Regions from separate parts of the Mus musculus genome. Here all the other regions are linked to region 2. Evidence: chromatin contacts called from public HiChIP or PLAC-seq and promoter capture Hi-C data. All regions are on one chromosome and are shown on one strand. Each heading gives the region's core, a stretch centred on a gene start, on an enhancer-like site or on the middle of the called end of the contact. The rest is flanking DNA. Distances are from core to core; before and after follow the strand shown.

Region 1 (4,934 bases), core at 2,120-4,619, 550 kb before region 2:
AAAGATTTGCTAATTCTGTCTTTGAAGGCACAGAGCATGCTGCTCTGCAGATTTCCCTTCAATAATCTAAGAGATCTTTCTGCTAGCAGTGTGCTTACTACTATGACAGAAGCAAAACTCTTCAAGTCCCCATACTCTCTGGAAGAGGGACACTTAAGTCAAGTTTCCAGAGATCACAGAAATCCCTTGCTCCGTCCTATATTTTATGCTTCCAAGTCTGCTGCTTTATTCCTGGTGACATTAGTCACCATTTTGGTTTTGTAATGTGACATCTGAGAGCAGCAACTTGAGCAAAGAAGGGTTTCTCTTGGCTTATGCCTTAAGAGGATGCGGATCACCATGGAAGCCACGTCAGTGGCAGCACAAGGTGCTCAGGCACATTGTACCTGCAGTCAGTAAATGGAGAGATTAAAGATGGTGCTCAGCCTGCTACCTCCTTTCCCCCCTTTTCATTCACCCTGGGGCCGTATGCAGGGTGAACTTGGAAGCATGAGAAGGGCAAATGACCTATCTCTTGTGGGTCTTAGGGTTCTTACTGTAGAAATGAAGAAAATAATATGTCATAAGGTTACTGTAAACATTAGCTTGAAGAAACCATAAGAAAGTTTAGGATTTGAAAAGGCACACTGCAAATTAAAAAAACTTAAAAAGATTTACTAGTTTTTGTGTACAAGTGTTTTGCCTCCATGTATGTGTGTGATTAGATGCAAGCCTGGGGCTTGCAGAGACCAGAACATGGCATTGGATCCTGTGGGCCTAGAGTTACAGTCAGTTGTGAGTGGTTATGCTGGGAATTAAACCTTAGTCCTTTGCAAGAGCAATAAGTGCTTTTAACTGCTGACCCCTCTCTCCAGCCCCACCTTCTTTCTGTCCTATCTATCTATCTATCTATCTATCTATCTATCTATCTATCTATCTATCTATCTATTGGGTCTCTGTAGACAATTTGGGCTGCCTCAAACTCATGATCCCAAGGGCTTGGATTACATTAGTAGATGTTTGAGACCATGCACAGTATCATTTACCGTATGCTCTAGATGAGCTCCAATATCCACTGAGTGCACAGCAGATCAGTGGTCTAGGAGATCCCAAATCTTCCAACATTCAGAAACTGTATATCCTCAGTATTCACTTCCAAGGACGTGAGGCAGGATAATCCCCGAGACAGAGCAGCTATGCCCAGGACTAGAATTTGGAAACCCTTGATCAGGCACCTGCTGCATGCAGGCCATCTGGGCAGGTGCTGTTATCCTAGCTTTTCCACTCAATAGTCTGGGACTGCGGGTGAATCTGCCTTGCTCACTTCCATACCCTAGTGTTTGGTGTAAGCTTCACATAAAGCAGGGTGGCAGCAAATATTTTACCAATGAAGGAATCAGTGAATGTTTGTTCAGTATTGACCATCTGACAGTGGTGAGGCTGAGAATAGGGCCACCTCCCGACCTCTAGTGGTTGTGCTTCAGAGGAGGTCAGGACTCTGGGTTCCCATCCACTCTTCCCTTGCCCCAGGCCTTCCTTGATCTGAATGAGGACACTGGTGGCAAATGGATGGCTTCAAGGAAACCAGAAACAGTAGAGTAGGCTTTGTAATTTATACACAGCTCTCAACTCTTGACTCCTCATCTCATCTGTTAGCATGTAGGTTAACTCAACATAAAACACCTGGGTAGGAGTTCATCTTCTGGTCACAGAGCCAGTAGGTTATCTGGTAAGTAAGTCATCCTGGTCTAGTCCAGTCTCATGGACTTCCTTTTTGGCCTGAACTGAGTTTCTGAGAACAGCTATCTGGGACTGCAAGTACTGAATGAAGTGGGGGAGGGGGGAGATCCAGCTCACACTGTGGCTGCCTGTGGAGCTGTGGCTCAAAAATAGTGCCTAGGAACGAGGAAGAAGGTTTTCTACTATTCCAAGCAACCCAAAGGGAGCCTGATACTCCTTGGGTGGTCTGGACAGAGTGAGAAGGTGCCTGATAGGACCCTGAGGAGAAAGAGCATTGTCATTGCCAGATGAGGTTGAGTTTATTCAAGTAGTTCAGGACAGGCAAAGTGAGTTGACCTAGAAGTCCTCCCTTCCAGACAAGGGCTTCCTTCAGAGGCTTCCTCCATGGCCCTTGCTGTCTCCCTATGGTTCTTAATCTCACCTAATCCTTTCCTCTGCCATGCTAGTGATGAACTCAGGGCCTCTCTGGCTGCTAGGCATGCGCCCTAACACCAAGCAAGATACCCCTCCTCACACTCAGCCCTTGGGATTCTAGGCATGCCATGTGACCTTGAGAATGGCTCCAATTCTCTGCGGACACCAGCCTTCCTATCTGTGATATGGGAGTGACCGATTCAAGAGATTTTCATTCTTTTCCTCAGTTGACTCCACGAGGTCTGGCTAAGTACTCTGGAATAGGGCATCCATTCCTTTGCCTGGCAATTTTAGGTTATTTCACCTGTCCTCCAATGGCATAGGTCTGGCACCTGCGGCTAGTTGTAAAAGGACTTGTTCATGCTAAATTTCTCAGTGCACGTTTAGCTGACTAGGAGGGAGGGTACGCTGAGGGACTGAGAGAAAGCAAAATCCCGAATCCTCTTAGGTACCTCCTTCCTTATTGCAAACAATCCCACTATGAGCCTAGCCCCCCTCGACTCCTGCCAAATTCCCACACAAACTGTGCAGCCGCAGATGCAGGCGGGAGGCGGGGGCGGCCTGTGCGCGTGCGTCGGAGCAGAGTCCTCTCCCTCCCACGTGCGCGCTCCCGGAGGAGTCGCGCGCCCCAGCGGGCTGGCGGGAAGGCGCGCGGGAAGCCCCCAGCTGCCTGCTCGGTGTGGGGGGAGGGAGGACGGGAAGCGTCCGGAACGTTCCATCGTCGGAGAGAACTGGGGTAGTTCTCGAGTCCCGTTCCCGTCCCCACCGTTCCCCTCGGCCGAACAATCCGTGAAGTTTCCCCCTTTCTCACACCGAGATCCGGAGCCCCGTGGCGCGGCCTGGCTAACCTCCCCCCCTCCACTCTGAAGCAGGCGGTGTGGCCGGGAGCGCATCCCCTCTGCAGCCGGAGCGGGGCGCTGTGGCGCGCGCCAGGGGCCGGAAATTCCCGCGGCCTGAGTGGTTGGCGGAGCTCTAACAGGGGAGCGTGGCGCCGCCTTCCTCCTTCCCGGGCCGGGCGGGGGCGTTGGGCACCGCGAGGGCCGGGCTGCCCGAGTGGGTGGGGGGCCGCCGCGTCAGCCAGCTGCAGCCGGGCCGCGGCAGGCGGCGAGCGCGGACGACGCGGCCGCTCCTCCTCAGCCGCCCGGCGAGCCGCGAGCCCCCCCCCCCCGGCGGCCCCCGCCCCCTGGCCGTCTCCGCCTCCTTCCCTCACACACCCCCCGGGCCGCCCGGGCCCCAGGCCTTCCCGGCGCTCCTCCTTCTCTCCACACTCGCTGCGACCCGGCTGCTCCTGCCGCTCGCCTGCCTCGCAGCCTCCGGGCCGATTCCTCTTCCTTCTCCTTCCCAGGCTCTCCTTTCACACACACACAAGCGCGCGCCCTGGCTTGCTGGGCCGCCCCATTTTCTCCAACCCTCCTCACCCTCACAGTCCTTTAAACGCCGCCGTCAGGGGTGGGCGGAGGATTGATGTCCCTTCAGCATCATGCAGCCGCCGCCGAGGAAGGTAAGGGCGCAGCTGGCGGGGGGCTTTGGAGATTTGGGGGGTGGCGGTGCGTACAAAGAACGCGGCTGGGGCGACCGCTGCGCCCCCTCCCCCTTCCCGCAAGGGACCGTGACCACTCTAGCTTCTTGGCTTGTCAGAGTTGCCGCCCGCCCCAAGCAGGGGGTCGCGTGTACGGGGTGTCTTTCTGACGGAGGGGCGGCCAGTGCTCCTCAGTACTAGGGAGGACACCTCCCTCCCCCCGAGACACTCGCTGGAGTTTTTTTTTTTTTTTTTTTTCTTTCGGGCATGCATGTGTGTGTCTGTCTGCATGGCAGTGCTGCCCAGAGCAAAGTGCATTCTCAGAGCTGTATGGGGGAGAGGCGGGGGAGCCCCTGCAGATTTGCAGAGCCTTGTGCGTGACGGATTGTTTAGTCTGCGCCAGGTTCGAGCCCTCCAGTCGCTTGTCGACACTCCACCCATTGGCAAATTCGCGGGGGGATTTGTTTCAAGTCTCGCCTCAAGATTTGGCCTTTTTTTCCCCCCACGGGGCTGCGGAAAAGAAGTTGGAACGGTCTCCGCCCTCCCACCCCAAGGGAAAGCAAATTAAGGATTGACGGGTCCTGCTTAACCCCCACCCCCCATCCCTTTTGCCCCGCCTCGGGCTAGGGGGCCAGGAAAACAGCAGAGCTTCCAGTACGAAATCCAGAACCTGGCGTTGCATGGTTTGAGCACTACGGTTGGGGTTTGGATGGCCTGGGTGGCAGTGACGGTGCTCTGGGGCTGCCAGCAACTCGGCTGCTCCCTTCTACACCTTTCCGCACTGCCAAGGCTGTGTCCTTGCCTTTTTAAATCTTTCAGATGGATACTAGGTATCTACTCTGAGCAGTGGGTAGAGACAGTTACATCCTTCCCTTGTGGGCAAACATTTGCCTTATGAGTAACTCATCATCTATGCTTCCCTTTCTTTTCTCTTCTTAATCTGATTTTTTTGCCCAGTTACTGATCCTCCCCCTTTCCCCCTGCACGTGTACCCCACCTCTCCATGTAGCTTTGCTCTGGTGGTCGGGATTCCACCACGATCACACACCAATTGAAATCCCAGGGTCCGGCCTGGCGAGGATGGCTCCAGCCAGCTGGCTTTGGCGGTTCTCTCTGTTTGAAGTGGGCTGCCACCCGGCCTGGCTTGCTGGGTTAGTTTAAAAGCCCTGCATATGCTGGAAGGTCACTTTTGCATTCTCCTTTGTGAGAAAGAGATTATGATTTGATGTGCTGTCAGAGTGGAGGGCATCATTCTGAGACTGTGTGCTTTCTTGCAGCCATT
Region 2 (4,571 bases), core at 1,698-4,197:
AAAGAGGCTCCATTACAGACCACAGGTCTGCCGAGCTCAAGGCAAGGGACCAAGAAAAACAAGAATTCATTCATCAGGGAACAGAGCATAAAACTAAGTTGGAGAAGTCAATATGTCTTAGGGAGACGAGTTAGACAACCGGAAAAGTAGTGAAATCTCTGAGGGCTCTCTGCTCCTCCAGGACACAGGTACATTTATTCTAAGTCCATATGAAAAATGAAAACATAAATGGGAAGAGTCAGGAGAGCCCTGGAAACCATCAGCAATGGCAGAGGTGTGGGGTTAAAAATACTCTAAAGGGGGATGACCATGTAGCTCAATGGAAGAGTGTTTCCCCAGCGTGCACAAGGTCCTGAGTTTAATCCCCAGCACCACAAACAAACAAACTTACTATGTAATACTAAAAACAAGGGGCTGAAGGGTGCACGTGACGGCACACGTCTTTAATCCCATACTTGGTAGGAAGAAGCAAGCAGCCTGTTCTAGAAATTGAATTCCAGGGCATCCAAGGTACACAGAAAAACCCTGTCTCAAAAAAAAAACAAAACAAAAAAAAAAAACAGACAAACAAATAAATGGGCCTAAAAAAATGACTCAGTGTATAAGAACATGTTCTGTTCTTACAAAGGACCAGGCATGATTTGGTTCCCAGCACCCAAATGGTAGCTTACAGCCTCCTGAAACTCTGCTACAGGAGATCCCAGAGCCTGTTTTGGCCTCCTTGGGCTCCTCCATACACACAGAGCAAATATAGACATGTATAACACACACACACACACACACTTCCTCATCTTTTGTACAAATGCCCACCTATTCCTAACAGTGTAACACTATTACAAAAGGAAACCAAATATGGAAGAGGCTAGAAGGTCATCTACACACCCACATCATGAAAGGAGTTTAAATAATATAGCATTTCCATCCAGAGCAACACAGGCTTTGCTGAGGGTCCTTGGTGCAATTGGGTAAATTCAAAAGAGATCAATAACCAGAAATAAAATGTAAAGTCATGCATGAGTGTGTGATTGCTTCATGATCTGGGCATGAGAAATCCTTCCTAAATACTGTCAGAGATTCCATAGAAGTAGAGGTAATGTCAAAGTGGCAAATTGAAAAGAAACACCTGCAAGGTTTTTTTTTTTTAAGTTTGTTTGTTTGTGTGTTTGGGTTTTTTTGTTTTGTTTTGTGTTTTTTTGTTTTTGCTTTTGTTTTTCAAGACAGGGTTCCCCTGTGTATCCCTGGCTGTCCTGGAACTCACTCTGGAGACCAGACTGGCCTCGAAATCAGAAATCTGCCTGACTCTGCCTCCCAAGTGCTGCCACCATTGCCTGGTTTAGTATTTTTTTAGATTTATTTATGCATTATGTGTACAGTGTTCTGCCTGCATGTATGCCTGAAGGCCAGTAGAGGGCACCAGATCTCATTATAGATGGTTGTTAGCCACCATGTGGTTGCTGGAAATTGAACTGGGGCCTCTTGAAGAGCAGCCAGTGCTCTTAACCTCTGAGACATTTCTCCAGCTCCAACACCCACAAGTTTTAATGCAGACTAATCCACTTCCTATGAAGAGTTCCAGAAGTGGAGAAGGAAAAAGCAAAGAATAGGGCAAGTGTCATGTACTGACCTTTCTTAGGAAAATGGATGTTAGCTAGAGTGCTCCATGTACAGGTAAACGCAGGCATGAGACTTGAGTGGGACAGATGCAAACCAAGGCTTAAGACCTATTCTCAGCCAACAGGCTAATGGAAAGCCCCAAAACCTGCTTTAACAATTCAAACAAGCCAGCTAGGCACCACTGGATACCAACCAGCAAAGTACCTGGGCCTGTCAGAAGCCCTGGCAGCCCAGACAAACTGTTCCCTCGATCTAGCTCAAGAGGCTCTAATGCAAGAGCAGGAAGCATTCCGCCTACAAGGCTTTCTCTGTATCCTCTAGATCAGGAGCAACTCTATGGAAGGTACAGCTTTGAGCCAGGGTAAAACAACACCCCAGACAATCCCAAACCCAGTTTTGTAATTCTGTGAGACACAAGGGGCCAGACACAGATATATGAGTAGCTAATTGTCAGCTAACTACAGAAGGAATCAACTGAAACACAATTCATAGATTCACTATTATGTAACAAACAAGATGGCTCAACTATAAAAGACACTTGCTGCCAAACCTAAGGATCTCACACACACACACTCACACACACACACACACACACACACACATCTTTAAACACACACACACACACACACACACACAGTCTTAAAGTCTTTTGAGACAGAGTCTCTCTGGCTCATAACCCTGACTATCTTGAAACTCACTATGCAAACTAGACTTTCTCAAATTCAGAGAGATCTGCTTGCCTTTGCCTGGAATGCTGGGATTAAGGACACACACCACCTTTCCCAACACTCAACATCTTTTTGAAAAGCAATAGCAACTCAGAATAAAAGTGGGGAGGGGTACAAGTTACTTAACAGGTCTTCATCGAAAATGCAATTTTATTTAAACACTAGGGAAGTTGTTCTAGGATTCCTGTATTTTGATTTTCGATATTTTGATTTGATATTTGATATCTTACACAGTTGGGGCTGACCTAGACCAAGAATGTGATTTTGACCCAGACCTTGAATTCCCGTTCTTTCAGGTTCCCACCTTCCAAAGGCAGGGCTTAAAGTTCTGTGTTAATACAAATACGGGGCTCTGGAATCTTGAATCCTAATTGCCACGCCCCACCAGAGTTTTCCTTTTTGCCACGCCCCTCTGCCCGAACTGCATTTCCCAACATTCTTCCAGCTCCGCTGTCAGCGGTCATTGTGATGTCATTCCACAGCCCTCGGGGAAATGTAGTTTGTTTAGTCTCCAGCTAGAGAAAGATCTGGGGCTGTGGACTACCACTCCCGTGAGGTAGTGCGCAGTCCCACCTTATAAGCGGCGTCTTCGAACGCGCCGCGGCAGCCATGTTGATCGTGGCTAGCACAGGGGCCGGCACCAGCGGGTTTTAGAAGCAGGTGTCATGATGTTGTCCGCGGTGTTGAGGAGAACCACGCCAGCGCCTCGGCTCTTCCTAGGGTTAATCAAATCTCCATCTCTCCAAAGCCGGGGAGGTGCTTACGGCCGTGGCGTTGTCACCGGAGACCGCGGGGAGCCGCAGCGGTTGAGAGCTGCCGCTTGGGTGCGCCCTGGAGCATCTTCTACCTTCGTCCCCGGACGGGGGGCAGCCACCTGGGGGCGCCGTGGAGAACGCACCGAGATCCCATACCTGACTGCCGCCTCGTCGGAACGCGGTCCTAGCCCCGAAGAAACACTCCCGGGACAAGACAGCTGGAATGGGGTCCCCAACAAGACGGGTCTGGGCATGTGGGCCTTGGCCATGGCGCTGGTGGTTCAGTGCTACAGCAAGAATCCATCCAACAAGGGTGATTATGGGGTCAAACTGGGTTCAAGGGAGAGGTGGGTGGGTGGGTCATGACTCCTTTGGAAGGTTGAAGGTATTTGTAAATTTAAACCCGCATAACCTTACCTTGAAGAAACCCAGTTACCTTCTGCTGCCAGGAGCAGCAGATGGAAAACTCACTGAAGTTACATCATTTCCCATCGTAGGTCTAGCACCCTCTTTGGGATCAGTTTGTATACAAGTATAATTGGGGACATTGGACTGACTAATTACAGCCCGGTCCTTTTATGTACCAATATTATATCTTGTCCATTAGTCTTTCAAGAGGTCTCCAGGAAGCCTCAACAGCTTTAGGGACCGCCTCTACATGTTTTTCTGCGTACATAGGTCCAAGGAAGGAGGACACTTGGTTCTGGTGCTAGCCTGACCCCATGTTCCTCTCTAATCTTAGTTTCCCCACTGTCTAATGAAGGCAAGCTCTCAGTGCTCTAATATTTTGACCTTTCCTGGAGTTCAGAGTCTGTTTAGTTGCTTAGAGTTTTGCTTAGTGTCATGTTTAAGATGAGCTGGATACTGTGGAGGGTGTGTGTGTGAAGCCTTGGGGGACAGGGAGTTGGCTGAAAGTTGCTCTCTGGAGACTTACAGCAGTGGGGGAGGGAGGGAGGAGGTGGAGGTAGCTAACTCAGATTGGCTTCTTACCTCAGTTGCTTAGAGTTGAGCAGGAGCTGCAAGGGTGGCCTGGCTGAGCCCAACCTCTCAGGTTTTCAGTTGTCAGTGCCTGCCTGTCCCATGCACCCCAGACTCTGAGATTGTTGAACAAGATTGGAGACCGCCTTGACCTTCCCTTGTTTGTTTAATAAGATGGGGCCGCTTGGAAAGAAAGGACTTCTGGATGAGGAACAAGGACACGGAGGATCTTGTACTGTCTTTGTAAATCTGGACTCTTAATCCTTCTTTGCTGCCCTGCGTTTCCTTTCTATTGAAGAGGGCGTTGAAGTAGGTAGGGCCTTTCTAGTTTAAGCATGCGGGAATTGTATGGTTTCCGCTTGTGCAAACATGAAGGTGGCACTGTGCTTAGCTTGGACCTAGGTGTTCAGAAAATCCCAACTTAAAACCTAGCCAGCTAAGGGGAGAGGGTGCAGCAGCCGGTCATGCAGGGCTAGTGAGTATTACAGAGGATCAG
Region 3 (4,630 bases), core at 1,532-4,031, 650 kb before region 2:
TGGAAGGTGGTTAGTACCAGAGTTTGGAGAGTAGGGGACCACCATAGTTATAATGATGCAGGCAGAAGAACTAGCATCTTGCTTTGGGACTCCCTGTCAGCCTCCTTCCCAACCCAAGCACAGGCTTGACCAAAGTCTCTCTTACAAATGGCACTGGAGGCTAGGCACTCTTCAGGACACTGTATCCATACAAGCCAGAGGAAGACCTAGTGCCCAGGCCTTTCTTCTTCAGTGGCAGGGACAGGACACCAAAATGGAGGATCCAGTTGGGCCCAGCAGGGTCCAGATGTCACTCTCTGTATCAGAGAATCCTGCTACTCATTCTATATCAAGATTGATATATGCCCTAGGGTTTGGGAGACAGGGCAATAGAGAGCTACTCTCTCTTGAGACTGAAGGACTAGGATGTTGCTCAGTTGGTAGAATGTTTACCTAGAATGCAGGAAGCCCTTGGTTTGATTGCCAGCACCAAATATAATGGGTGCATGCCTACGAGCCCAGCATTCAAGAGGTGGAAGCAGAAAGATTAGAAGTTTAAGGTCATTCTACACACTGAGTTCAAGGCCAGCCTAGGCTTCATAAGACCTTGTCTTGGGACAGGGGGATCCACTACAGCGACTCTTCATGGATCAAGACCTTTCTCTTCTGAATACCCACAGCACCTGGTTGCTCATTTCCCAACTACTCCCCGGCACCTGCTATGTGCTCCATCTGTGCCAGATAATAAGGACAAAGTGAGAAAGAGATGGCCGGGCTTCATAATATAACTAACCACCTTCTCTAGAGAGTAAGGAGGGTCTTGCAGCCATGTTCTTCCCATTAGGCTCTTCTGATGGCTTAGGGACCCAAAGGCATCTCAGGAGGAAACTATAGGTTAAAGGGTGCACAGACAGGCTCAGGGAAGGCAGTTAGGAGAGAGAAGAGATGCATCAGAGGGCACTTCTTAGTTAGCAGGTCAGCAAGATCTTCCTGGTCCTGTGAGCAGACCTGGGGATAATGGTGGTCATCCCATAAACAGCTGGGCAATTAGGCCACAAGAAAGACCCAAAGAAAGGCTCCTGGGGGCAGCCAGGCATGGTGGTGCTTGCCTTTAATCCTAGAGTTCCAGAGTTAGGCTATGGACAGGTCTCCGCGAGTTGGGGGTCAGCCTGGTCCATAGACTGACATCCAGGACACAGAGTGAGACACTGGAGAAATCAAACTCCCCTCAGCCTAGAAATAAGTAGCACTGCCTCATCCTGAAACTTTGGCCCTGGGCAGGGAGGCCTCAGCTGGGGCAGGTAAGCGGAGTCCCAGGTTTTATTTATGTAGCTTTGTGACCTTAGAGAAGACATTCTCCAAGCCTCTATTTTCTGATCTACAAAATAAAGGCAATAGTTCCTTTCTCATGGGGCCTTTAGGAGGAAAAGATGAGGGATTCTTATAAACTGTAACAAGTAACAGTTCAACAACATTCCAATAGTAGCATAAGCACTTCTCATTAAGAAGAAAGACTACAGCCAGGAAATTAAAGAACTCCTGGTGTCACCCATGAGGCCTTGGTGACATCCTCACATGCTCATCTGGTGCCTGGGGTAGGTGGGCAAAAGGGATCCCGGAAAGGCCACAACCTCACTCTGCATCTGGGCAGCCATTTCTGAGGATTACCCAGTATGCCAACCTGCCCATGTCCTCAAAACTCTGGAGTATCCAAAGCATGGAAAAGGAGAGGGGCAGACCTCCGCAGCAGGGCTTGTCCCCAGCCCTCATGCAGGACCCACACTGGCAGCAGTGTAGAGTCTGTTCAGAGACTCTCCTTCCTCCCACTCCCACCCACAGATAATTGCCACTTCCCTGCCGCCCCAGCCTGATCTTCAAAAGCCACTATTCCAAACTTGATCCAAAACAAGGCTGCTGACCCAGGGACTCTAGGGATGCCATTCTGAGCACAGCAGTCACCTAGCCCTATAAATCTCCAAACTGGAAAGGCTAGTTCCCAGAAGGATCTACACTTGGGTCTAGCTCCTGGAGATCAGTAACACACACACACACACACACACACACACACACACACACACACACACTGTAGCCCTAGTGAGGTGAACACTGTCTTTCTTCTGCCTGACCCTTCATACAGCACCACCTGCCCGATTAAAAGTTTCCAGACAGATCAAAGTCTTAACTGTCCTTATATGAAATTGCACTAGCAACCCACATTCCCACCCCACCGCACCCCCCACTCCCAACCCCACAACCCCGCCGCTGCTGCCACTGCCTCCGGTTCCTCACTGACACCTCACTGACACCGAGTGAGCTACCCAGACTGACTCTGGGGAGAGTTAAGAGTCCAAGCGCAAGAAGTCTCCAGGATTCCCAGGTCTCTTAGCCCACAGACTTACGCCCCAGGGGTACACACAGACTAAGTTCAGTCACTCACACCCTAAGGGTGTGCGCATTTGCCCACTAACACACAGATTCCCCCAGTATGCTGGTAAACACACCAAGATGACACTCACCGAGATCACGCTCTAGAGGAAACAAAGTTCATCAGCGCACCGGCAGCCGGCTCTCACCGCCCAGTTTTGCGCAGTACAAGGGCTGGGAGCCCGAGCCCTCGGGACAGTCACGTAATGGGCTCTCCCTGTTTGGCGCTGACTCGACCGGCGCTCCCGTCCCCAGGCCTCACTTGGCGACCTCTCTTGGTGTCCGCTCCCCTCTAGGAAGCACCTCTCACCTCCCCGCTGCGCTGGTCCCCTCCAAGGGCTGCCGCCGCTGTTCCTGGTGCCCGAGTCCCATGCCGAGTGGCGCAGGGTCCCACGTGCCTGGAAGCGCCGCGGTCCCCGCCCTACTCCGCCCCGCTCCGCACCCCATAGCCTGGCTGTGAGCAGGAGGGCGGGGCAGACTCTGGGCAGACGCCGGAGCCGCCCCCAACCCTTCTAAACAGATGCTTCCAGTCTGCCACCCGCTTGGGGACGCGGTCGGTCAGTGTCGCCGCCGGTCAGCGTGTCCGCCACGGCTGTTGAGCAAGGAGAGGCGGAAGGCGACCGTCCTGGCTGAGCAGAGGTCACCTGCTTAGCTCACCGATTTTCAGCGACGCCCAAGTTTTACAAGGTTTGCTTTGTGCTGGCCTGGCTCCTGTCACTGCCCACCGATGGACCTTTATACTGACCCTCAGCCTTCCCTCCGCTGCTGCCCCATCCCGCGTCACTTACGGATGGACAGATGGATGTGCTTTCAGACTGCTGGTACCAGCAGAAATCTTTGCCGGCTTCACCACCTCCGTCTGCTTTTGCTCTTCGTTCAGGTCACTAACGGGTCCATGAAGTCCTGGTTTAGTTTGATCTCTCATCTTGAACTGCCTCAATTCTTCTCTCTGGCCTGCTCTGAAGACTTTCTGTAGTCACAAACCCCATTCCTGTCCTAGTTTGAGCTCAAAAAGGCAAGGACCACACCAGCCACCTCACTGCTGTCCTGTGAAGGGGTGGATGAATGAGAGGGTGTCTGCCCCCTCCCATTTCTGACTCAGGCATCTGTTAGTATAAGTTCTAGGCCACCTTTAGCACTGTAAGACACATTTTCTGCGAAATGAAGCCAGTCCTTCCATGATCCTACTTTTCGTGTCCATCCAGGGAGTCTTGGGGTGGCCAAATAAACGGACAAGTTCAGAACAAGCCTTTTCCTATGGTGAGGAGTTTGCTCTCTGCCCAAGGGCTGTAGACTTTGTTAGTTGTGTATCCGCTGACTAAAGTCCCATTCGCAGCCCCTGGAGGGGTCCAGAAAGGGTCCGATCTGCAGCCCTGTCCAGAGTGAGAAGGGTGAATACACAGAGCTGGGTGGCTGAGCCTCTCTGCAGCCTCCTGGGGCCTTTGAGCAGACACAAAGGCTCCTTGTCTAACCTCTGCTGGCTATGGGAGCTGGTGCAGGCAGCTTCCAGAAATCTAGATCTCTCCACAGCCACCCTTGTGGCTTTAGGGTCCTCGTGTGAGGGAAGTCTTTCTGGTTATTGAAATCCCAGCGGATTTCCTTTTCCTGATCTCCCTTCTGAGCCGTCAGGTCTTTTTCTGCTGCTTCCCCTAGGACCCAGGATGGATCCTAGCCTCTAGAAGACCCACAGGCTGGACAGTGGGCAGTCTTGGACTTTACCCTTGCTGTGGTCCAATTCCTTTACTTTATAGCCAAAGAAACGACATTCCCAAGGTACATGACATCATGTCAGGTGACCTGGTAAAGCCCGAGTACTCAGATTCAAGTCTTCCTTCACTTTTTCTGTGTCTACTTTCTAAGATTCAGCCCTCTTTTTGTTGTTTGTTTGTTTGTTTATAGCTAGGATCTCCCTATGTAGGCCCTGTTGGCCTTGAACTCACCATGTAATTCAGGCTGGCCTCATTCAGCAGTCCTCCTGACTCAGCCTCTTGAGAGCTGATATTCTAGGCATGTGCTACCACGCCTGGCTCTCCATCTTCTTTTCTGCACAATGTGTTATGTACTCCTGTCTTGCTGTTCTGACTAAATGTCCTTATTTGGGGTCTTGCCCATGATCCTGAGCTTTCTGGGTCTGCAGAGTGAGTATCCCCTCTCAGAAGAGCCTGGGAGGTTAGGTTTCCCAATCCTCAGATTTTGTAGATCACCAAATCCAGTAGACTTCCCTACC
Region 4 (4,357 bases), core at 191-2,690, 960 kb before region 2:
AGATAAAACTGTAAATTACAGTAAACCCTTCCTTCCTTCCTTCCTTCCTTCCTTCCTTCCTTCCTTAAATTGCTCTTATCAAGTATTTTGTCTCAGCAACCAGAGAAGTAACTAATACAGTACACAACTACCATTATTTTAATAGTGGGATTTACAGAAAGGTAGACACACAGTCCTGAAACACTGTTTAGGTAAACAAGACCCAAGGAAAGTTTGTAGGTGGGAAATCAAGAGGTTGTTGTATTTGGAATATCTATAGCTGTATCTGTGTGTGTGCGTGCAAGCATGTGTGTGTGTGTGTGTGTGTGTGTGTGTGTGTGTATGCATATGAAATAACCTTTTATGTTTAAAAAACGGTGTGTGCTTCCTTAAACAATTCAGACAGTATAAAAGATAAGAGGAACCTGAAACCTAACAATTCTTTCTTTAAGATAATCACTGATAACATTTTGGAGAATCTCTTCACTGAAATCTTTACGCTTTTATATCCTCGAACTTCAAATAAATCGAACCTGTCTAATCTTGCTGTTTTTGCTATCAATTTGCCCCTCTGACAAGAAATTGTGAAAAGCCTTTCATGTCTAAAGATATTTACCATCATTTTAAATGGCTGCTTAGCATTACGTTGAATACATACATCACTATTTATTAAATCAGCCCTCTATTGATGAATATCTACATCCTTCTCAACTCATATTCAACAACCTCCTATAATAACCGTGGGCATTGTTTTCCAAAAATTTTTGATAATCTTTTTAGATTAAATACTTATAAGTAATGTAAATGTAAACAAATGTGCTTTTTACATGAGGATTTAAGTTGCAGACTTGTCCTCTGATTTTCAGGGATGCCAGGGAAGCTGATGCAGCATTAGTTCTGGCGAGACAGTGACAACGGAGATGGCGAGGAGAGTACAGAATTACAGGTGATGTAGCCAATCTAGGCCCAAGCTCAGTGGGTTGGAATAGTCCTTCCCCTTTTTCTCTCTTTCACTTCTTTTTTTCTTAACATGGAGGAAGGACTGAGAACTGCATGTCCCAGCATTTCGCAAGGACCACACTCCTGGGAACTGTAGTACCGGGTCTGAGAGGGGTCCGGAAGGAGAGAATGGGAAACTGTGTGCGGCATGCTGGGAGGTGTAGTCCCTTGGGCGGAAAAGAGTGCATGTGTAGGTTGTTTTGCTTCATGGAGATGAGGCTGCGGAAATATCCAACTTCCCTCCCAAGAGGCCTTTGAGTTTACAAAAGCCCGTGGGAGTCCATTGTCTGTGACCCAAGAGGGTGCGGTCCAGGACCGGAGCAGGGTTGGGAGAACCAGGCCGCGCAGGGCCGTGGCAGAGCATGCCGGGAGTTGTAGTTCAAGAGCTCGGAGGCTGTGGGACGTGTCGGGACAGCGCGCCGACTCCTCCTCCCCCGCCCTTCTCAGCGGTCCCCCGCCCCCTCCCTCCGCCTCCTCCTCTCTTGCCTGCAGCCGAGCGTCCCCTTCCCCCACTGTCGGGTTTCTCCGCGGCTACTGCAGAGGATTCAGATCTGAGTAGCTGAGGAGAAGGAGGAGGAGGCTCCCGTCCCTGCGCGCCATCCACCACCCTACTGGACACGGACGAGGGAACGAGAGCGTCGCCGCTGTAGCCTCCAGAGAAGACAAGGGCATCGCCGCTTCAGTTGCGGCCGCCGCGGTTTTCGTCTGCAGCAGCTCGCCGGTGAGGAGACCCCCCCTCCGCCCCCCGGCCCGCTCCCGTGGAGCCAGGGCTGGTGGCGCCGGGGAGAACGAGGGTGGGGGCTGTAGGGCCCCCGCGCCGGCTTGGGGGAGGGGACCGAGGTGGCGATGGAACGGCGGGCTGGTGGGGGAGACTTGTCCGTACGCGGGCTGGGAGTGGGGTGAGGGTGGGACAGCAGCAGGTCAGGGAGGGTAGCGGAGGGGGGTGAGGGGGTAGGACTTTACATGGAGGGATAACCAGACCAGGGATAGGAGCATGGGGTGTGTAGGGTATTGAGGTGGAATTTGGGATTGTCTTGGGGCGAGGTGGAAGGTGAGATTGGAGTGGGATGTCTTTTAATGGGGGATGGGACTGAATGAAGGTGATGATTTGGGGTTGGCCTGAAGCAGTTGACAGCTTGTGATCAGAGCGGGGTGGGGGCTAAGGAGATGATTTCAATGCCAGTGGGATATAAACGTTGGATGGGACTCTAGGGAGTGCTAATTTTGGAAGGTGGGACTTGGGGTGGACCTGGGGAAGGAAGATGGAGATGGTAGGAGCTGGGGGTGAGGGCTTTGGCATGGGTTGAGACCCCAGCTTGAAATGGGCTGTTGTCTTCTGGGGATGATGGAATTTGTGAATACTTACGGAAATAGGGCTTGGAGAGAACAGAAGAGGTAGGAATTGTTTGGGGTTTTCTTGAGGTAGGCTGCTGCTGGAGGTTTGAATTTGGACTGGTAGTGATGAGACCTCCAACTACAGGAGATGGATGGATGAGGTAAGCTGACAGGAGGGAGTGAATTGTAAGTTGGGCCCCAAATAGGAAGACAGGGATTGAAATTGGGGATGAGGGCTCAGTGGAAAAGGATTTAGGATGAGTTTAGAGTCTCTGGAAGGAACAAGGTGGCTCCCCTGAGCGGAAGTTGGAGGTAGAGGATATGTCAGACTACTCAGCTGGACTCAACTAAAATAATTCTGGCAGGTGTCGAGCAAGGTTAGTGGATGGTATCATAAAGAAAATGTCTCTCTGCCAGTTTTGCAGAAGAAATGTCTGTGATAAGCTGGTTACCTGTGGTGAGGTGGCAGCGGGGATGGAGTGGGTCAGTTTATTTAGGAAAGGAAGGATTAAGATGTCCTCCAAGACACACCAGAGGTTTAGGGGTTAGAACATTTACATCAGCTGCTTGGGTGAGAGACAGTAATAACAAGACCATTAGAAGGGTCTTCACAGGGGACAGAGAAGGTACATTAAAGATTCTCCTAGAGGATATCTCATGCTATCAATTTGACCTTTTTGTTTTACGTTGGAATTGTCTGGAAATAGCAGCCCCAAGGGTAAAGTTATGAGAGAGCCATTTAAGGTAGAATTAAGGGAGAGTGGGGAGTCTTGCAGTTCCTATGTCAAAAAGGGAAAGTTGGGGGCTCTCAAAGCAAAGGTGGGAGAAGGTGAAACTGTCTCTGCTTTCTCCTTTCCCCCTCCCCCTGGTAAACTGAAACTAGTCCCGGAATTTGGAATTTAAATAGACTTTGATGAACTTGAGGTTGTTAAGGGTGCATTCTTGCTTGAGAACTGATTAATGAGACTGAAAAATAGGAAGACTGAATTTATTTTCTAGGCAGGCAAGGTGCATGTATGCAGAAAGAGGTTAGCAAGCCCCACCTCCCCCCAATAAAATTGATTGCTTGAAGTCTCCATTTATTGGTGTCCTGGTTTGCAAGGCAATTAGGCCCATCATTGTATTGCAGGCTAATAATCCTGAGATGAGTCTTGGCACCATCACTTTATGTAAACAGAGAGAAGACAGGAAATATAGAAATGTAATAAATATTCATTCTTTGGTGAGATGGTTTGGTACTGATGGAATTTTTCATTCGATTCTCTTGACATGATAAGCTTTTAAATAATTGGGCTGTTTCTACAAATTGAATTTTCTTCTAGAGAAATTCAGGTGATCAGAATTCTGTCAGGTGTGAATAAAAAGTGTAACATGCAACCATATTTTGTTGTTAAGAGGATGCTGTTGATGTAGGCACACTGCATAAGAGAATAACTGCATCTGTTCATCAGAAATTTGATGTAAAGGTTGTCGATGAGTTTATTCTTGGGGTTGGAAGGCTCAGAGGAATGTAAGGAGGGTATGTCTTCAGGAAGACTGTTTTCAGGTTTAATTTCATTAACTCTAATATGTTAAACTTGACGTGGCTGTTGATTAGAGTGTAGTCTAGGGAAAAAAGAGGAGAAATGGAAAGGAGATAAAATTGATCTCAATGGGAATTAAAAATACTTTCTTTTTTCTGTTAACGTTTTAGTGTTCAGCTAGAAAGCAAAGCATTTTTCTTGGTATTTATAATCGAACACATAAAAATGCCCATTTAGAGGGTGGATTATCCATGGAATTAGAAATGTCTTTTTTTTGAATTAATTTTTTTTAATTAGGTATTTTCCTCATTTACATTTCCAATGCTATCCAAAAAGTCCCCCAATACCCCCCCCCCACTCCCCTACCCACCCACTCCCACTTTTTGGCCCTGGCGTTCCCCTGTACTGGGGCATATAAAGTTTGCAAGTCCAATGGGCCTCTCTTTCCAGTGATGGCCAACTAGGCCATCTTTTGATACATATGCAGCTAGAGTCAAGAGCTCTGGGGTACTGGTTAGTTC
Region 5 (5,001 bases), core at 1,700-4,199, 700 kb before region 2:
ACCGGACCCAGGTCCTCTCCCCAAATCAAAGTCAATCACAGGCTTGGACAACTCACCCTTCCTCCAGAGATGCAGGGAAACTCGACTTAGAGCTCTAGGTCTGAAACAAGGTCTCACTCACAATGGGCTTGAACTCTGTCTGCAGCTAGGGCTGCCCTTGAAATTCTGATCTTCCTGCCTCCACCTCCCAAGTGCTCGGATTGCAGCTGTATGCCTCTGTTCCCAGCTTTATTAATTTATTCATCTAGGTAAACTTTTGCTTTGTTTTTGAAACAGGGACTCACCCCATAGTGTAGGCTGGCTTTGAACTCACTGTGGAGCCCAGGCTGGCTTTGCACCCGTGACCATCCTGCCTAAGCCAAAGCGATGCCTTATTTTCTCCCGTGTGCAGCTCATCCTGGCTGAACGTACTTCCCGAGACACTTGCAGCCTCCTGGGTACTCAGTAAATTAATGGGCACGATTTCTTTTACTTTCCAATTTTCTCAAGTGTATTTTTTTTTTAAAGATTTATTTATTTATTATATGTAAGTACACTGTAGCTGTCTTCAGACACTCCAGAAGAGGGCATCAGATTTCGTTATGGATGGTTGTGAGCCACCATGTGGTTGCTGGGATTTGAACTCGGGACCTTCGGAAGAGCAGTCGGTGCTCTTAACCACTAAGCCATCTCGCCAGCCCTCAAGTGTATTTTTGTATAATGTATGTACATGTATGTTCACATGTATGGGGACACTTGGGTGTGTGCTGCACAAGTGTGCAGAAGCCTGAGTTTGGCATCTAGCATCTTCCTCAAGCTCTCTCCACTTTATTCATTGATATGGGCTCAGTTGAGCCCAGACCTTGGTAGCACAGCTAGCTGGCTTGTTCCTGTTCTCACCTCCTGTGCTCTGGCATTATAGATGACCCACCTCACTCACATGGATTCTAGGGATCTGAACCCCCATCCTTACACTTACAAGGCAAACACTTTAACCTCTGAGCAATCTCCCCAGTCACACACTTTCAGCTTTGCATCAAAGGAGTTGTTTGCTCCTTCATTGAGGTGTTCACTCAGCCAGACAGCCAGCACATTAGCCAGGCTGCCACAGTGAAAACCGAGTTAGGTCTTAGGAACTGAAGTCTAGTATTGCCACCAGCAGGCTGAATTCCATGAATTCTGAGATAGGCACTTCTCCTCACAGACCTCCATCTCCCTGTCTGTAAAATGGAATACTAGTAGCATCTCCAGAAGACATTGGAATATCACAAAGATTCAATGGGACAACTGAGGTTCCCAGCCAGCTCTGAGACTCAGAGGGAGGGTGGTGGCATAGAGGAGCCAGGCAGATTCTCAGCACTGAAGACAGTCCTATAGGGACCCCCACCCCCCAGTGAAGTCTGTAGGAACAGTTCCAGGGTGAGGCAAGAGGACAGGCTAGAGATAATAGTTAGTGTTAGTTTCTAGACTATGACCCCCCAACTCTTCCTGGTAAACTAACAAATAGTAAGGATATACCAAAAAAAGAAAAAAAGAAAGAAAGAAGAGAAGAGAAGAGAAGAGAAGAGAAGAGAAGAGAAGAGAAGAGAAGAGAAAAGAAAAAAAGAAAGAAGGAAAGAAAAAAATTTCTCCAGGCTGGCCTTGAACTCATTACGTAGCTGAGGATGACCTTGAATTTCTGATCCTCCTGCTTCTACATCCTGAGTAGGGGCATGACAGATACTCACTGCCATGCCCAGTATCTTGTAGTGCTGAGGATCCAGCCCAGGGCTTCAGACATGCTTTGCAACAAGCTGAGCTTCATCCTAGCCAAATGGAGTCTCAGCAGTAGAAACTCCCACTGGCACTGGAGCTACACACACTCACGAACTACACATCCACACCTTTGTCTTGCACACACATGCAGATGCACCATGGAAGGCATAGCACTTGGTACATGCATGTAATCCTAGCGCTGGGAAGGCTGCGCCAGGTACAAAGCTAGCTTCGTACGTTCCGGAGGTAGCAGTACCAAATATGGGGCGCCTGCCTGCCTTTCCTCCGTCAGGATCAGCAGAGGCAAATGTGAACAGAAACCCTCAGAAGGATTTAGCCCTGCTCCCAGATACATCCAATTACTCTGCTTTTCTTCCCCTTAACAAGCAGTGCCTGGACTCAGGGAATCCGTTTTCCCAGTGGAGTTAACCTCAGGCTACATTGTATTTTAGCATCCTTCCTGCTAGTTCCTGCCAAGGCGCCTGAGCAGCTCTGAGAGTCCCGCCCAGCCCCTCCCCAAGGGACCCTCTTTACTCTCTAAAATTTGACACACACAGAGTTTTGGGTTTTTTTTTTTTTTTTTTTGAGATAGGATCTTTCTGACCTGCAACACACAAGAGATGCACTATGCAGAAGAGGCTAGTCTTGAACTCACAGAGATTGCCTACCTCTGCTGGGATTAAACACATTTATATGCTATATCATCTAGCATAGACAATACTCAGGCACATGCTCAGCTACTTGAACTCACAGGTAAGAAGTTGAGGCCCAGAAAGGGGAAAAAATGTCATGTTTCATTCAGAAGTCAAACTCTGACCTCTGCCTCAGTATTCCACCTCCCCACCCAAGACACAGTCAGGTCCCCATTTCCTTGCCTCCTCCACTCCAGGCCTCTGTGCCTTGTCCCCCGGTGTTGTGCAGCCTAGTTCTGGGCAGAACTTGGTAGAGGAAATAAGAGGAAGGGAGAAGGCCCCACACCCACCCACACCTGCTCAGCCTTCTGCACCCAGCCCGGGACTGCAATGGTGTGCACAGCGGGCAAACACTGGAGGAGGGAAGCACCCTTACCTGAAAACTCCCTCTGACACAGCAACCGCCTGCAAGCCATGAGAACTGGAGCAAGCTAGACTCCCGAAGCAGCCCCTGCCACCAGGCAGTTCTTGTGCCCCAGAGTGCAGGAGTCTGGGAGGTGGCAGATGAGGTAACTGGGACTACCAGGAGGGGAAGTGACACTGTCTCTCAGGCCTCAATCTGGAGATCTTGCTCAAGTGTCTGGCACAAGGCTGAGTCAGCCACTGCCGGACTAGGAGCAAGTCACCCCTAGCTCTGCCCACTCAGCCTAGCGATGGGGACCGTCGGACCATCAGTTTAGCCTGAGGGTTCCTGGGAAGATGGAAGGAGGGAGCACTCAAGGCCCAGGGCTGGGCACAGGGAGGCTCCTAGCTACACACCAGCTCCCCTCCTGGCCTCTCTCAAGTTTGGACAGAGCCTGGCTCCTGCTCATTACTGCCACAGGGAACAATTACCCTGGTTTCTCAGCAGTGCCTGGAAGGCTCATTAAGAGAGACCCAGACCCCAAGATTAAGGAATCTGTTGTCTGTGACTCCAACCATGCATGTCCAGACACCACTCTCCAGGGACCAAGAATGGCTCCTCAGAAAGAGGGTGGCTTGGAAGAAGGGCAGAACAGGGGTGACTCTTCCTCCCTAACCTCCATCCATCCTGGGGCTTGGGCAGGACCAGCAGAAGGCAATGGATAGCTCTGCCTGGGTACTTGACTGGCCCGGACAGCCCCTCCCTGTCAATCGGATTATCCCCTATCCCCTTTCTCCTCGTCTGGTGTCATTTACTAGGAGTGAGAGTGCAGAGCAAAGTCTCTGATCGGAGGTGAGAGCTTTAGAGAAAAATCAAGAGAGGTGTGTTGAGTAGAGTTAGGGTCTCCTCAAGTGGACTGAACTAGGATTTACTAGGTCTCCGTTTCCTGTACCACTTTCTGTCTCTCTCTGGAGAAGTCCACCCAGCCTGGAGGAGACCGTACCTCAAGCCCTACAGGATGGAAGCAGGCCAGGAGCTAAGGCCAGGCAGGCTCCTGGGCCCTGCTTCAGTTCGGAACGCCAATGCTTTGATTTGTGCCCAGAGCCTGGCCTGCAAGCCCTCTGCAGGCCAGAAGAGGAAATACACCCTCTGACCTACCCCAGCAGAGGGGTGGCTCTGGGGCCTTGCCTGGGTTCCAAGACAAGGCAGAGGTGTCTTGTCCCTTGGTCCTCTTCCCTGGCATGTATACATGAAAGAAGAGCCTCACAGTGGAGTTGTGTGAGGGAGCTAACACAGCTCCAGGTGTAGGAAGATCAAGATTCCCTACACAAAGCTTGCTTGGTGGTCCTAGCCTGCCCCATCCCCTAGGCTCCCAACCAAGCCCATTTTTCATACTCTAAGCCCCAGAGGCAGAAAGCATTTTCCCTTAGCCCAAGGATAAGATGGCACTGGTTAACTCTGCTTGAATTTGCTGTGTGACCTTAACCAGTGTCTGTCCCTCTCTGGATCTCAGTTCTCCTATCTGTAAGATGTAGTAGTAATAGCAATAGTAATAGTAGCAGCTGCAGTAGTAAGAATGATGATGATGATGATGATGATGATGGTGGGGTGATGATGATGATGGTGGTGGTGGTGGTGATGATGATGATGGTGGTGATGATGATGATGATGATAATAAATGAAGGCACCCACATCTTGGTGGTACCATGAATGGTCATCACAGTAACTAAAAGGCAATGTGCAGACCAAGATAACAGAGGGTATCACACGTTCCTCACATCCTGAGACCCTGATCTCTCAGGGCCCCTGGCAGCAGGCCCATTCTCTTGATAAGAAGTAAGTGTGACTTCATAGAAAACAAAGAAGTCGCTACTCCCACCCAATAGCAGGCCACTGACAGGAAGATCCCTCTGTCCCTGTGTAGGGAAAATCCTGAAAAGGAATACTGCAGTGGGGGGGGGGGGCAAAGTATCCAGAGGGTCAGCTCCCAGGCGAGAGGACGTGGCAGTCAACCTGGAGGAATGCTGGGCACGCACACTTGCGGGCTGGTCAGGGAGTGCGTTCACCTCTACATTGTGGGGTACAGTGCTTGTGTGCATCTGTGCCTTTGCTGTGCTGTCTACATACCTCACTCCAGGGTACCCCAGAATTCCCAGTCCACAGCAGTGTTTTCCCAGGCCCGCAATTCCAGGGCAGCTCAGATGCCATAGGAGATTTGTAAGGTGGCAGCCA
Region 6 (4,606 bases), core at 1,632-4,131, 760 kb before region 2:
CTGAGGCAGGGAATCATTAGAGCCCCTTCAGGACAGGGTCAACTGGGGTGAGGCTGAGGGCATCACGTAGCCAGCACCAAGTCAAGGTATGGTTCTGTGGCTCCTCTGAGCATCAATCCAGGGTGCGGATTTAATCACCCTCTTAGAGCTCTGAGGATGTTTGGAGTAGGGTCACAGAATTTAATTAAGTTGATTATATGTGGGGTGGGGGTGGGTATATGTGCCCCAGTTCATGGTGGAGTTCAGAAGTCAGAGGACAGCTTTTGGGAGTCAGTGTTCTTCCTGTCACCACATGGGTCCTGGGGATTGAACATGGGTCTTCAGGCTCAGCAGCAAGAGATTTTACCACCTGGGCCATATTGCTATCCCTGAGAAGAGTTTCTGTAAGTATGAAAACCTGTCTGGTTTTCCATACCACATCTGTATCCCACCTCAGACATCTTCCTTCCCCACCAAAGAGCTGTCCACACCCTCCTCGGTTAGGGGAAGGTAAGAGACAACTGTCAGGAGAGGGCTCAGTCCCACCAGACCACCGGGTACCTGGCTCTGAGACCACCCTCTGTCAGCCCCAGGGAATCCTGGTCTAGCGACCTCCACCAGGTCTGTTGACAACTTCCCCAGCCATCTCTGAGGCAATCCTGGCTTCCTGCTCGCTTGCCTCCAGACACCATTCATTCCACCCGCCCTCTGAGACCCACCAGACCTTACAGCTACTGCTGGACCACTGGAGGACCAGATGTGACAAAGGCTAGACCTAGAGTGGACTAACGAGAGTCATGGTAGCGGCTGAATAGCTGGAATGGTGAGAGATGAATATGCACGTGGATGGGTGACAGGCCACTGAGTCAGGGGCAGATGAACACACGACTGACTGCACCTAGTGGATGGGCTGCTGCTCTGATTGTCACACCATTCTCTTGACTAGTTTAATAAACACTCATCAATCACCAACCAGGTACCAGCTAAGCAGTGTGCTAGGCTGATGATGATGACTTTAATGTATGAGGGTTCGGTCTGCATGTACACCTGGCTGCCAGAAGAGGGCATCGGATCCTGTTATAGATGGTCAGAAGCCACTGGAAGTTGCTGGGAATTGCCAGTGCTCCTAACTGCTGAGTGAACTCTTCAGTCCCTGTGCTAGGAACTTGAAGATAAGGTCTTAGACTGGGAGATGGCTGGGCATATGGTTAAAAATACTGGCCATTCAAGCCCAATGACTTAAGGTCCATTACCAGAACTCACATAAAAGCCAGATGGGACAGCATCCATCTGTAATCCCAGCACTCTTATGTTGAGACAGGAGGCAGAGACAAGAGTGATCACTGGAAGCTCACAGGCCAACTAGCTGGAGCTACCTCAAAAAAAAAAAAGGACTGTGAGAACTATCTCCAAAAACAGTCCTCTGTCACATGCATGTTGTGTCATGTGCACCACCTGCACACCAGAAGGAAAGGAAAGGAGGAAAGGAGGAGGGAGGGAGGAAGGGAGGGAGGGAGGGAGGGAGGGAGGGAGGGAGGGAGGGAGGGAGGGAGGGAGGATGTTTATGTCCACACCCAGGGTTTCATTAGGAAGACAAGACCTGAAAGAAATGACCCAAGACCAGGCCGCTGGGGTGTAGCCAGCTAGTCCAATGCTTGCCTCATAAGCATGACGCTTGGGGTTTGAACCTCAGGACTGCATAGACCTGGCATGGGAGCACATGCCTGTAGTCTCGGCGCTGGGGAGGCAGGAGGATGAGAATTCAAGGTCATTTTTGATAACCAGGGAAGCCCCATATCAAAAAGAGCAAAGACAACTCCTAAGGGAGACACAGGTCTGGAAAGCAGGTGTCATCAGGCTTCATGGGAAGGGTCTGCAGACCTGCCCAGCTGTCTTTGTCAAAAGATCTCTGGAGGGGCTGGAGAGATGGCTCAGTGGTTAAGAGAACTGACTGCTCTTCTCAAGGTCCTGAGTTCAAACCCAAGCAACCACATGGTGGTGCACAACCATCCGTAATGACTCCCTCTTCTGGAGAGTCTGAAGACAGCTATAGTATACTTACATATAATAAATAAATAAATCTTTAAAAAAAAAAGATCTCTGGACCCCAGAGCTGCCCACACTGGACCACGGGGAGCCTGGAGGATCTTTCTCCATGACAAATACTGTTTGCGTGGGTCTTAGATTCATCATTGCTTTGTAAGCGCTGGCTCCTTAACCACCAACCTACATACACCAGAGCTCTGTTTCTTGTAACTCTCCCATTTTATAAACCAGGAAAGCTTCGAGAGGCCGAGGCCGTCCTGCTGGTAAGGTAGGACCCAGCTGGCTGCCTTCAAGCCTGCAAGCTTCCTGCACTTCCGAGACACACTGGCTGCCTGAGTCACCTTTCTCTGGTCTCTTCTTTCCGAGTCAATGATATAAAGAGGTTCCCTTGAGTCAGGAACATTCTGGAAGATGAATACAATGCTGCCACGGGCCATGCCAGGATCAAGGACTACCAACCCAGATGTGCTGTCTGGCTCTCCTGCCCCACCCATACCCATGAAAGTGGAGTTGGTACTACACAGTCGCAGCCTATAGGCCATCTACTTCCCAATGGCTGCTGCCACCTCTGATGCTCCGTCATCAAGGAGACAAAAGTTACAAAAGGATTCCGTGGTATGGAGCCCAAGATGGCTGGCTATGGAGCTGTGTATTTCAGGTTCAAATCCTCGCTACGCTACTTAGTATGTGGATTGGGGAAGACACTTCATTTCCTGGGGCCCCCGCTTCCTACCACCCTTTCCATTGCCCATCCACTCCCCTTGGTTCCCTAGATCACTTCCTGCCATCAGTAGACCCTCCTTTCTGGAAGGAGAGGCCTCTTAAGGTTTCTCAGTTCCCAGGCCTCACAGGCAGCTGGAAGGGAAATGTCCAAGCCACAGAGATCTCTGGGGACTGGCTGCCCCGGGTGGGGCTGTCACTGGAGGATGAGCTCTGGGGCTTGGAGGGAAAGCTCTGGGGCCTAAGGAGCTAAAGCGCCTTCCTGCTTCAGAGGCAGAGTCCTGTGTGCAACTGGAGACGGGGTTAGGAGCAACATGAAGCACGGCCCATCTGTGTGGCCCCTTAGTTATCTGTAGCCACAACTGCACAGCAATCCATGTTGTAACGAACCATGGGGTTCTAGGCAGAGGTTAAAAACTGAAGGGTCTTTCAATAATGATCAAAACCAGCTACGTTCAAAATAATCCCAAACAGAAACCAGCAACACACCACTAGCCCTCGCTTACAAAGCATTTGCCGTGGGTTCCACATGGACTGCGTCCTTTCCATGACTGCCTCCTGTCCTCACAGTCACCCCGGGGTGATGTGTCGGGTGATATCTGTCAAAGCTCGTGTCCACAACATTGTCCATCTGGTAGGCTCTTCCTCCAACATGGTGCAAACACTCTTCTCACACAGCATGAGGTCCAGGGCCCCTCTTCTCCAGACTGGATGGACCTTTGTTACTCTCTTGGACACAGATCACTAGCAGAAGTGAAGTCACAGGACACCTAAAACTTGCTCTTCTGGCTTGTCCCAGTGATGACGGGGATTGAACCCAGGGTCATGCAAGCACTCCACCATTGTGGTGTTCTTTTGTTTGTTTTTATTTAATTTATTTAAAAAGTTTTAGATTTCGTGTGTGTGTGTGTGTCTGCATGTATGTTTGTGCACCGCATGCATACTTGGTGCTCTCGGTTACCAGAAGAAGGTGCCGGATCCCCTGAAACTAGAGTTGTGGATGGTTGTGGACTACTATGTGGGTGCTGGGACCCATATCCAAGTCCTCTGCAAGAGCAACAAGTGCTAAACTGCCGGGCCAGACCTCTAGTCCCTGCTTATTTATTTATTTATTTATTTAGATTTTTCGAGACAGGGTTTCTCTGTATAGCCCTGGCTGTCCTGGAACTCACTTTGTAGACCAGGCTGGCCTTGAACTTAGAAATCTGCCTGCCTCTGCCTCCCGAGTGCTGGGATTAAAGGTGTGCTCCACCACGCCCGGCACTCATTTATTTTTGAGAGATGGTCTCACTATGTAGCCCTGGCTAGGCTGTAATTTACAAAAATCCTCTGACTCTGTTTACCAAGTGCTAGGACTAAAAGCACGAGTCACCACACCTGGCTTCCTCTAGAGATTTCTAACTTTGATAAGGGGTCTCACTAAGCTGCCCAGTTTACCCTTGAACTAGCTGTGGCAGGTCCTGAACTTTTCCTACTCAGCCTCCCAGTACCTGGGACTACCTTGCTCCATGAAGCCTGGCAGCCTGCATAGCCATAAAGCCCGGCCTACATGTTGGGAGGGAGCCCGGGCCACATGCCATGTATAGATGTTCCAACTAACGGCTTAGACGAGGCCCGAGCCAAACATCAATATTAACTGCTAAGTCTGAGAGGAACGAGTCTAGCCCAGGCACCACCTGACTACCATGAAACTCACAGTGAAAAGGAGACAGAGGCCCAGTGAGGCAGACAAGGATGCCAGGGCCCTGCAGACAGGAAGAGGCAGTGCTTGGACCTAGAGCTCTTGCTCTACTGGCAGAGAAATGAAGCCAGGCTGATTTCTGCATGAACCCACATTTCATCTGTTGGCCCAGAGGGGTCA

What was found. Promoter capture Hi-C pulls out the DNA fragments that hold promoters and counts their contacts. HiChIP or PLAC-seq counts read pairs in DNA pulled down with a chosen protein or histone mark.
Region 1: a contact with region 2 is called in a promoter capture Hi-C map of embryonic stem cells, with 4 times the contacts expected there. The contact joins the promoter of Fchsd2 here to the promoter of Clpb in region 2. A contact is called at or near these places in 2 of 39 promoter capture datasets (embryonic stem cells and hippocampal neurons), 1 of 484 Hi-C or Micro-C datasets (embryonic stem cells), 2 of 115 datasets of contacts at active chromatin or transcription factors (embryonic stem cells and large pre-B cells) and 1 of 9 other capture datasets (adipose tissue).
Region 3: a FOXA1 HiChIP or PLAC-seq map of pancreatic cancer cells shows a contact between it and region 2. The contact joins the promoter of P2ry2 here to the promoter of Clpb in region 2. A contact is called at or near these places in 1 of 39 promoter capture datasets (embryonic stem cells) and 4 of 115 datasets of contacts at active chromatin or transcription factors (embryonic stem cells, extraembryonic endoderm stem cells, large pre-B cells and 1 more).
Region 4: an H3K27ac HiChIP or PLAC-seq map of large pre-B cells shows a contact between it and region 2, with 4 times the contacts expected there. The contact joins the promoter of Fam168a here to the promoter of Clpb in region 2. A contact is called at or near these places in 2 of 39 promoter capture datasets (both in liver), 1 of 484 Hi-C or Micro-C datasets (B cells), 1 of 115 datasets of contacts at active chromatin or transcription factors (large pre-B cells) and 1 of 9 other capture datasets (liver).
Region 5: a contact with region 2 is called in an H3K27ac HiChIP or PLAC-seq map of embryonic stem cells, with 3 times the contacts expected there. The contact joins the promoter of P2ry6 here to the promoter of Clpb in region 2. A contact is called at or near these places in 1 of 15 datasets of contacts at CTCF or cohesin (large pre-B cells), 5 of 115 datasets of contacts at active chromatin or transcription factors (embryonic stem cells, large pre-B cells, pro-B cells and 1 more) and 1 of 9 other capture datasets (liver).
Region 6: an H3K27ac HiChIP or PLAC-seq map of embryonic stem cells shows a contact between it and region 2, with 5 times the contacts expected there. The contact joins the enhancer-like site here to the promoter of Clpb in region 2. A contact is called at or near these places in 1 of 15 datasets of contacts at CTCF or cohesin (large pre-B cells), 1 of 484 Hi-C or Micro-C datasets (cortical neurons) and 3 of 115 datasets of contacts at active chromatin or transcription factors (bone marrow-derived macrophages, embryonic stem cells and large pre-B cells).

The regions. Positions count from the first base shown.
Region 1 is chr7:101,105,406-101,110,339 of GRCm38.p6, forward strand. Fchsd2 (FCH and double SH3 domains 2) reads left to right here and starts at 3,370. Exons shown (of 20, transcript NM_001146010.1): 1 at 3,370-3,634. The coding sequence starts at 3,614.
Region 2 is chr7:101,660,804-101,665,374 of GRCm38.p6, forward strand. Clpb (ClpB caseinolytic peptidase B) reads left to right here and starts at 2,948. Exons shown (of 16, transcript NM_009191.4): 1 at 2,948-3,410. The coding sequence starts at 3,008.
Region 3 is chr7:101,009,217-101,013,846 of GRCm38.p6, forward strand. It overlaps P2ry2 (purinergic receptor P2Y, G-protein coupled 2), which reads right to left and starts at 2,782. Exons shown (of 3, transcript NM_008773.4): 1 at 2,496-2,782.
Region 4 is chr7:100,705,195-100,709,551 of GRCm38.p6, forward strand. It overlaps Fam168a (family with sequence similarity 168, member A), which reads left to right and starts at 1,441. Exons shown (of 9, transcript NM_001362169.1): 1 at 1,441-1,699.
Region 5 is chr7:100,961,417-100,966,417 of GRCm38.p6, forward strand. P2ry6 (pyrimidinergic receptor P2Y, G-protein coupled, 6) reads right to left here and starts at 2,950. Exons shown (of 3, transcript NM_183168.2): 1 at 2,803-2,950.
Region 6 is chr7:100,901,895-100,906,500 of GRCm38.p6, forward strand. The region is part of intron 1 of Arhgef17 (Rho guanine nucleotide exchange factor (GEF) 17); the gene reads right to left. Among named protein-coding and RNA genes, the nearest start is that of Mir3102, 22 kb to the left of the region's middle. Within about 2 kb of position 2,882, at least 13 of the 459 cell types and tissues checked have an H3K27ac peak or open chromatin away from gene starts, as enhancers often do.